Linked DNA regions of Zea mays: all the other regions are linked to region 3. A link is a contact called in public Hi-C data. All regions are on one chromosome and are shown on one strand. Each heading gives the region's core, a stretch centred on a gene start, on an enhancer-like site or on the middle of the called end of the contact. The rest is flanking DNA. Distances are from core to core; before and after follow the strand shown.

Region 1 (2,858 bases), core at 94-2,593, 170 kb after region 3:
CCATAATGAACAATACAATCGTAAGTCACAAGCACACAGGTTCAGCCACACCATTAAGTTATGTCTATGTCCCCGGTGTTGAGGTGACCACAAAGGTAATTACATTGTCTTCCAATTCCTCTTTTTTGCAAGCGATCATAAAGATAAATCCAAGATTTCCACTAGAACAATATGGGTATTACAAACTTTCTTGTTCCCCTCACAAACACATGTCTATGGTGTCACTAAACAACACCTAACCAACTAGGGTTCTAGAAACCCAAGAGTAATAAAATGAAAACCAAACCATCGGTGAGCAACACAAGTGCTCAAGAGATAGACTTACTATAGAGTTGAAATCACAAATATCTCACTCCAGTCCCACTCACAAAGATGAGGATCTATGCTTGAGTGAGATCTATGTTGTATACTCAGTGATTTAGAGTCCCTAACAAGCTTGTTTAGTGTCTATTTGATTGGGTTGTGGCTATAAAAAGAAGTTGATGTGGACCGTAAGCTATGAAAAAAAATATGTTGTGGACTACAAGTTGAAAAAAAGAAGATAAAAGTCATTTGGTGGAATTGGCTGTAGTTGTGGGAGTTACGGACGAGCAGACGTCGCCGCTATCAGTTGGGGTGATAGAAGAAAAAAAAGAAGCGCTATTTTTCATTTATTAGTGACAGACGAGTAATATTTATAAAGTTTTTCCACTCAAAAACCGCAAAAAATAGCTTCATATATGCTTTTTAATTTTTCACTGCGAAGAAAGACGGCTTTACAAAATTGCTGGCTGAAATTAGACCTTTGGCTTAGCTTTTAGCTTTTAAGAAGCACTGGCTACTAGTATTTAAATCCTTGATCAGAGCTTCCTACCTCTCTATGTAGTGCAGGAAGATCTCGGATATTTTACAAATGTATTTTTTCTAGTTTGTTCTATCAAATCAGCATGAATGAATATCTTGGTTTTCAAGGCTGTGAAGTCAGCTTGCTTTTCAAGCCCCTGTTTGAATTGGGCTTCACATTTTTCACAAGCTCGGCCCATCCCCTGATACACAACCCAAAATAATTGACTTTCTTGAGTGAGTAGTCGATGTTGGGTATGAATGCATCAGTATCCAGGAAAGCAGCAACGTTTCTCCTGTTGACCTTGCTACTCAACGACAAGCAATCTTCGCTAGCAAGCGGTGGACGAGGACAGGTTGACGTTTCTTCGAACCATGCGCTAAACCCCAGATCTTTTCTACTAGTAGTACGATCTGAAGAACCAAGTTGATCCCGTCAAACCAATCCGAGGAACGAGATCATTCCTCAAGTCAGTTGCTGCCTGCTGGGCACGAGAAAGGAAGCCAGGCAAGCTGCCTTCAAATTCCCAACCTCTTGGCATTGGCAGTGGCAGTTGACGCCCTCCCCGTCTCCTCGATCAGCGTCCGACCGCCATGGGTGGCCTCAAGCTCCGGCGGCTGGCATCCACCTTCCTCTCCCCAGGCCCCGCATCCCCGGGCTCCGCGGCCGACGCGCACCACTCGGTGTGGCGCGCGACGGCTCACCACCCTAGCACGGCGCCGCCGTCCGCGCAGCACATGGACGCGCTCCTGGCCTTCGGGCGGGGCTCGCGCCTCTCCGCCGCGTCGCTCGCCGCGGCGCTCGTGGACCGCCTGCGCGCCGCGGCTTCGGGGCAGGGCGACGCCGCCGTGGCTCTCAAGTGCCTCGTGGCGCTCAGGGTCCTCCTGGCGCGGGGCGCGTTCATCCTCCGCGACCAGCTCCTCGCCGCGCTCGCCCGGCACCCGGCCTCCGGGCGCAACCCGCTCGCGCTGTCGTCGTTCCCGCTCGGCCGGTCCTCCTTCGCCGCCGCGTCGTGGGTCCGGTTCTCCGCGCGGCTCCTGGAGCTCCTCCTCCTGCTCCCGGACGCCTCCGCCTCCGCCGACGCCGACGCCGAGTACCTCACCGCGCTCCCCAACCCGCACCTGGTCGCCGAGCTCGCCGCCTTCGTGTCCGTCGCGGACGCCGTCCGCCAGGCCCCGCCGCCCCCGCCCTCGGGCCCACAGCCCAACGCGCTCATCTGGGAGGCCGTCCGCCTCGCCGACGAGGACCGCGTCGCGGCGGAGCGGAGCATCGTCGCGCGGGTCCAGGAGATGGGGGAGCGCCTCGACACGCTCTCCCTGGCCGACGCCGTGGAGCTGGTGTGCGTGCTGCGGCGGGTGGAGGACGGCACCGCGTCGGATTGCAAGTGGGCGGGGCTGGACGAGGGCGTCGCGCGCGCGGCTCGGGGCCTCCGCGAGCGCGCCGAGGATGTGGTGCTGCGGAGGACGGTGGAGGAACGGCGCCTGGTGCGGAGGGACGCCGCGGGCAGCGCGTCCGCGCGCACCATCCTGCCGATCCGCGCCGCTGCTGGCGACGGCGGCGCCGTCCGGTTCGGGTCCACAAGGTGGGCTGGCACAGTTTCTGCGCCGCGTAGACGGTAGGACAACGTGTACAGTGTGCACTTCTTTTTTTTAGTTCTTCTCATGGTTCACTCAACACGTTTCAAATTCTTGTAATTGCAGATTTGCAGTCGAGATTTTTTTGTTGTAAATTTTTTGTTGTAGTGCTTGTTGTTGTGTTTGATACAAATGGCCATGGTGTAAATATTGGGCGAGAACGTGAATGGAAGCGCTTGCTACGAGATGTCTGCTCGATCAAAAAAAAAATATTTGTGGGCTGCTTGCCGCTCACTTGTGATTTGTGAAGGTGAAAGCTCTGCAAGAGGGAACCATGCAATGAAGACTCAGGCGTGTCGTACTTTGCTACTCTTGTGGTTAATCGATCAGCTTACGCGGTAGAAAATGATGCTTTGGTGGCGTGATGGATGTTCAGAAGATGCAAACGTAGCTGTTACTCT
Region 2 (3,024 bases), core at 279-2,778, 140 kb before region 3:
GCAATACCAGTTGGCACAGCGCAAGCCGACACGTCGCTGTTCCCAAAGATCTTTTTTTTTTGGTTCGTGATTGTCCTGCCCTCTCATCATCGCCCGCAAACTGTAGGCTGTACGACGCGCACTTCATCCTAACAATGGGGACGGAGGACACGGGCTACCGGCTACCTGTCCTTCCTCAAGTGAGTTTGTTGTGGCCGTCACGTTGCGAACCCGACGCCGTCCGCGCGCGCTCGGGAGGGGAGGGGGCGTGGGGCCTTGCTGGTTGGTACGTCGGTGTCGCCAGCCACTGCTGGCCGGAATCTTCCAACCTGGGCACAGCCCAGCCCAGTCTGATGCCCACGACGGCCACCGGAACCGCCGTGGACTGCATGATCGGCCGTTCCATGAACGCGGCACCAAGCAGTGAAACTCCAGACTCGGGGTTTTTGGAAGGGTTTGGTTAGGCGACAAGTCACTAGAGTTACCTCACGTCCGATCGAGTTGACTATTCTGCAGGTAGGATTGTACGTAGCTTTAGCTTTGGAAAGGATCTGGTTAGGCTGGAAACCACTGGATTTGTCTTATGGACCAAGTCACGAAAACACCCCAGCTGCTATGCTATATACTCAAGAAAACACGTTCTCGTAGCCATAAATATCAGTAAAGAACCGTGTGGCCACCAAATGTCCACTCAATCTGTAACAAAGACTTGACAGAGAGATAGAGATGTTTATTTTTTTTGGAACAATTGGATCTATACCATTAAAAGATCCAAACTTTAGATATTATACCATGGACCCCACATGTCATTGACTCATGTGGATCCACATGTAAGTGAGATAGTAATGGTATGGATCTAAAGTGGTGATCTTTTAATGGTATGGATCCAAATTTCCCTTATTTTTTTTATTAATACTATAATATAATTTGTACACAATATATATAGGGACATATCCTCAATGGCTGGCAATACTGTATCGAGAAGTTCCAATTAGCTCGCACTGAAATTGGAAAAGGAATTACGAAAAAAAAACGCTAAATGGGACTCTATTTGACGAGGCCTAAATTTGGGGAAAATTCACTATATGTGAGTAGTAGTTATCACGGATTCATAGGTCCGTTGCAGAGTTTAATATTACATCTATCCTAAGTTAAAATTTATTTTAAATAATTAATCGATTTATCACCATTCATTCAAATACAGATATAAAAACAAGAGCTAAATCGAATGTTAATTGGGACGGGCAGGTAGTACGTATTGCGTATGCGTATCAAAAGGAGGAATCTGTTCGCGTTGCCGAAAAACCCGACCACGTCGATTTGTCATTTAACGAAAAAGATGCGGATGTAGCCAAATCGGTTACAGATGTAGCCATACTCGCAACACGATTTTAGCCAGAATGTACTAGCATCGCCGTCACGTACCGATCCAACGGCTGGTCTTCAAGGAAACTAAACTAGCAACCAAACCCCTGGTAGGACTAGTAATTACGCACCGTCGCTTCGTCTTGTACCCCTTTATAAGATCCACGCCTCTACTGTCTCGGCACCATCACAGTACGCACGCACGCACCAGCCCAGCAGCAGAAGCGCCCCTCGGCCCTCGCTCCCACAACAAGCTCAAGCCAGCCTTCTCTCTCTCTCTGCTCCAATGGCGCGCTTCCAGCTCGCAGCCGTGGCCATGGCCATGCTCTTCGCCGCGGCGGCGGCGCAGGCCCCGACCGCCACCCCGACGCCGGCTCCCAAGGCGTCCCCCCCGCCGGCGACGCCGCCGCCGACCCCCGCGCCGGTGTCTCCGCCCGTGCCGCCCCCGACCATGCCTCCTCCGGCGCCCGCGCCCGCCCCCAAGGCCCCGGCCCCGGCGCCCGAGGCCCCCACCCCGGCGCCCACGGCCGAGGCTCCCACTCCCGACGTGAGCTCCCCGCCGATGCCCACGGAGGGCCCCGCTCCGACGCCCTCCGCGGAGGCTCCCCCAGCCCCCAGCGCCGCCGTCGCCGGCGCCTCCCCCTCCGCCAAGTGGTTCGCCGCCGCCGCAGCCGTGGCCGCCGCCGCCGCCGCCTTCTACTGAGAGAGCGGGAGATCTGCGCCGTCCCCTGCTGTAATTTATCGCTATCCGTGCTGAGCCGTTGATTCCTTTTTTTTTGTTGTTCTTCCCTTTCATCCATATTCCATTCGGCATTCGATTCAGTAGGACTGGCATATCTGTTCGTGTTACTACAGTGTAGGATCGTGGCTTGGACAGATTGGTTTGGCTGGCTGGCTGGTTGGGTGGGCCCGGTGGTGTTGTGGCTTCCGTTCCTCCATCTGTATAATACCCTGTTGATTTTCCTTCAGCGTCTTCTTCATCTTCCGCGGTTACTGCTGCATTTTATTTTGTTAGCTGGTTTGTTGGATCGGATCGGATCTGATCTTGAGGAGTGCTCGTACAGTAGAGTAGCCTGAGCAGGTTAGTGTTGAATACTGTTAGTGTAGCTTGCGGATGTAGTGCGATCTTGAGCTTGGAGCACACACTTGGGATGAGGACACTCACGATCCAGTGTCGATGCATAGGATTCACGAGCGCGTGCGTGTAGATCGAGCTAGGTTGTGGATCTGGGCCACAGCCGCAAGAGCTGTGCTCTGGATCTGGAGTCTGGAGGCAATTATTATACGCACCCTCCCTCGCTCCCTATATTCTTCGGCGCGGTAGAGTATAGTATAGGACTCGTTTGACGGAGGCCAGCTGGGAGTTTGCAGGCAGTGGCAGGCTGGCAGCAATCGCCACGGGGTGCGGGGAACGGTGGCCGCTGATGCCGATGGCGAGGTGTCGAGGGCGCAGTGGGCGGTGGGGGCTGGGAGCACGTGCCTGTCAGTCCGGGCCCCGCCCACCCCATGCCTTGCGCCCGCCGCGTACACGGCCCGCTGTGCACCTCAGCTGCACCTGCACCTTGTTGCGGGCGCCGGGCGGTGTCGTTTGCCTGCTGCGCCCTGCGGACGCTACGCACGGCTGCTTCCGCGCGCGGCGGCCGCTGCACGGGCCGGGTCGGGCCGGCAGAGTACAGTACT
Region 3 (2,714 bases), core at 32-2,531:
TTATTCTTTTTTCTATGCTATTTTCACGACAAAAACAAACTTGCAGATATTTAGAGAAAACAACGTCTGAACGAGAGCGAGCACGAGAAGCCAGACTGCGAGCGCGAGAGGCCAGTTTGATGTGGATAGCGTATGCTTCAGATTTGGCGGTTGCTAGAGGCATACTCTATTTTACAGGACCTGTTAGCGGTTGTTGCTGGAGGGCTACCGGACGGTAGAAAACGCTATATATACCGTAGCGGACCACTTACAGTCTGTTGGTGGAGGCACCTTAGGGGCGGCTTGATCCAAAAGGCGCCTGCGAAGAAGATGATCGCCGGAGCCCACTTATTAGAAGGATAATGAAGGAAACTCACACGAATTAATTGTATTACAATAGCTGAAGTCCATGTGCAAGCCAAATAGTCCTCTAACCCATGTCGACAATTTATTGAAGCTGTTTTATGGCGAAGCTAAACAACCGAAGTTGATTTTTTTTTAAAGTGAAGCCCTTTCAAACAAGCCATAAGTCCACCATTCTAGTCGGAATGTTTCCAAACAATCGTTTCAGAGCAAATGAACGAGGCCTAGTTAATCACTGCCTCTCGAGGGGTCAGCGAAGCCATTAATGAGTCTCTTTAGCTCTCATGATATGTACAACCCAATTTAATATATAATCTCTTAAGGTGTCTCTAGGAGGTTTGTTAAAAAACATAAGAGACAAGATTTTCACAAAGAGTCTGTCTTTACATGACTCTCTATACATATTGTCTCACATATTACATCTCAGTCTGCAATAGAATTAACGGCTTTGGTTGACGCAGACATGTCATTACGGTCAACTCGGAGTGATAATGGATCATGATCTAAATATTTTCTCACAATAAGTTGGAACCATTAAATAATTAAAATTTAAAATTAAATAGAAATAGAGCCTGATTTTAATCTAATTAAATTCTTAAAAAAAATAAAGTATAAAATCTATAGCCAATTACCACTCGTATACAGCGAGTACTACTATCATCAGTGGAGGCTAATCCGAGCCCAACTAGCATTTGACTTTGTAACCCATACAGGCTAGCTGCTCAGCGCACGCGGAGCGCTATCACGAAACACGCCGACTGGTGGGCTCAGAATAGTAGCTGGAATTATAGCCCACAGTGTCAGAGAGAGTGTTTGCAAAGTCGTAGGTGTTGGGCGCTCGCACCCAGCAGTCGCCGCCGGCAGTCCATGCGCTCCAGCTCCACGCCTCCACCCCAAGTTGGCAGGCTCCACCGGTCCACCCAAGTTGCTGCTACATACTACTGAAGCTGGCCAAACCTTTTACCAAACCCAACAGCGACCAATCCAATCCACGTATCCCCTCCCAACCAGAGCAGCCCACCACCACCGCCCACGCCGCGCGCACGCGGCCCCCTCTCCGATGCGCGCCGCCGAGCCGACTCCGCCGCCGCCGCTGTCGCTGCCCCAGCCAAGGTAGCTATGTACACGGTGCACCCGCACGCGGCGGCGACGTCAGTCACCCTCAACTGCACGGAAGCACCGCTCGAGTGCCTCCCCCTCTGCCCCGGCGGCGGCAAGGCCTGCTCCGAGTACGCCCTGCCCCCGCCGCCCCCTATCCCGGTGATCCCGCGCGCGCCGGTCGCCGACCGCCACGCGCCCGTCCGCCTCCTCCTCATCATCTCCCTGCTCTCCGCCTTCCTCTTCCTCTCGCTCGCGCTCTCCACGCTCCTCCTCTACCGCCGCCGCCGCCTCATCCTGCGACGCCGCCGGCGCCTCGCCGCGGCCGCCGCTGAGGGTGCCGACGACGGAGGGTTCGGCGACGAGGAGGAGGGCGGAGGCGGTGGAGGGGTGGTGCACCACGTGTGGTACATCCGGACAGTGGGGCTCGACGAGGCCACCATTGCGTCCATAGCCGCAGTGGAGTACCGCCGCGGGGTGGGCCGGGGCGGGGACTGCGCGGTGTGCCTCGGCGAGTTCAGCGATGGGGAGCTGGTGCGCCTGCTCCCGCGCTGCGCGCACCCGTTCCATGCGCCCTGTATCGACACCTGGCTCCGCGCCCACGTCAACTGCCCAATCTGCCGTTCCCCCGTCGTCGTCATTCCCTCCGATCTCCCCGTCGGTGCCGCGGAGGCTGAGGCAGGTGGTGACCCATCGGGAGAACACCATGCTCACGAGGAAATGTCGTTGTCTCAATCTGAATCGGAGACTGAGGGCTCAGAGGACTACGAGGACTCGTCATCCACTCAAAGTGACGGCACAACGGCAACAGCGGAGGAGAATGGAAGGGCCACTCCCAAGCCTATTAGGCGCTCGGCATCCATGGATTCTCCATTGTTTCTCGTAGCTGTTCCTGAAGCTCAGGATGATGTCATGCAGTATAATTGCAAGTTGCCAAATGCTCGAGAGATGAAGGTCTTCAGGGTCAAGGAGAAGGAGGCAGCAGGCACTTCTTCGACCTCTTGTCAGTCAGGCCGGTTCAAGATTGGCAGGTCCATGTCAAGCAGTGGGCAGGGGTTTTTCTTCTCACGGAATGGCCGCTCCAGTGGTGCTGTGCTGCCACTGTGAGTTGGTATGTTTTTACCGTCGGTTGCAGCCTCAGCAAAGCCGGGAGCTGGTAGTGTGTCGGTGTCTGTTGATAGAAGGCGCAGAGAGCTGAGGTTGCTCTCAGAGAAAATCTCCTTTGAGGTGTGAATTATTGATGAGAACAATTGTTGCCGATAAGGATTGCTTGA

What was found. A called contact is a pair of places that touch in the nucleus more often than the background predicts.
Region 1: a contact with region 3 is called in a Hi-C map of ear, with 2.0 times the contacts expected there. The contact joins the promoter of LOC100191277 here to the promoter of LOC100281301 in region 3. A contact is called at or near these places in 2 of 25 Hi-C or Micro-C datasets (bundle sheath and ear).
Region 2: a contact with region 3 is called in a Hi-C map of bundle sheath, with 2.4 times the contacts expected there. The contact joins the promoter of LOC100286288 here to the promoter of LOC100281301 in region 3. A contact is called at or near these places in 2 of 25 Hi-C or Micro-C datasets (bundle sheath and tassel).

The regions. Positions count from the first base shown.
Region 1 is chr7:134,019,684-134,022,541 of Zm-B73-REFERENCE-NAM-5.0, reverse strand. It overlaps LOC100191277 (clathrin assembly protein), which reads left to right and starts at 1,343. Exons shown (of 1, transcript NM_001136711.1): 1 at 1,343-2,641. The coding sequence starts at 1,417. The coding sequence ends at 2,442.
Region 2 is chr7:134,336,595-134,339,618 of Zm-B73-REFERENCE-NAM-5.0, reverse strand. It overlaps LOC100286288 (transcriptional regulatory protein algP), which reads left to right and starts at 1,528. Exons shown (of 1, transcript NM_001367231.1): 1 at 1,528-2,308. The coding sequence starts at 1,631. The coding sequence ends at 2,047.
Region 3 is chr7:134,192,683-134,195,396 of Zm-B73-REFERENCE-NAM-5.0, reverse strand. It overlaps LOC100281301, which reads left to right and starts at 1,281. Exons shown (of 1, transcript NM_001367960.1): 1 at 1,281-2,714. The coding sequence starts at 1,462. The coding sequence ends at 2,547.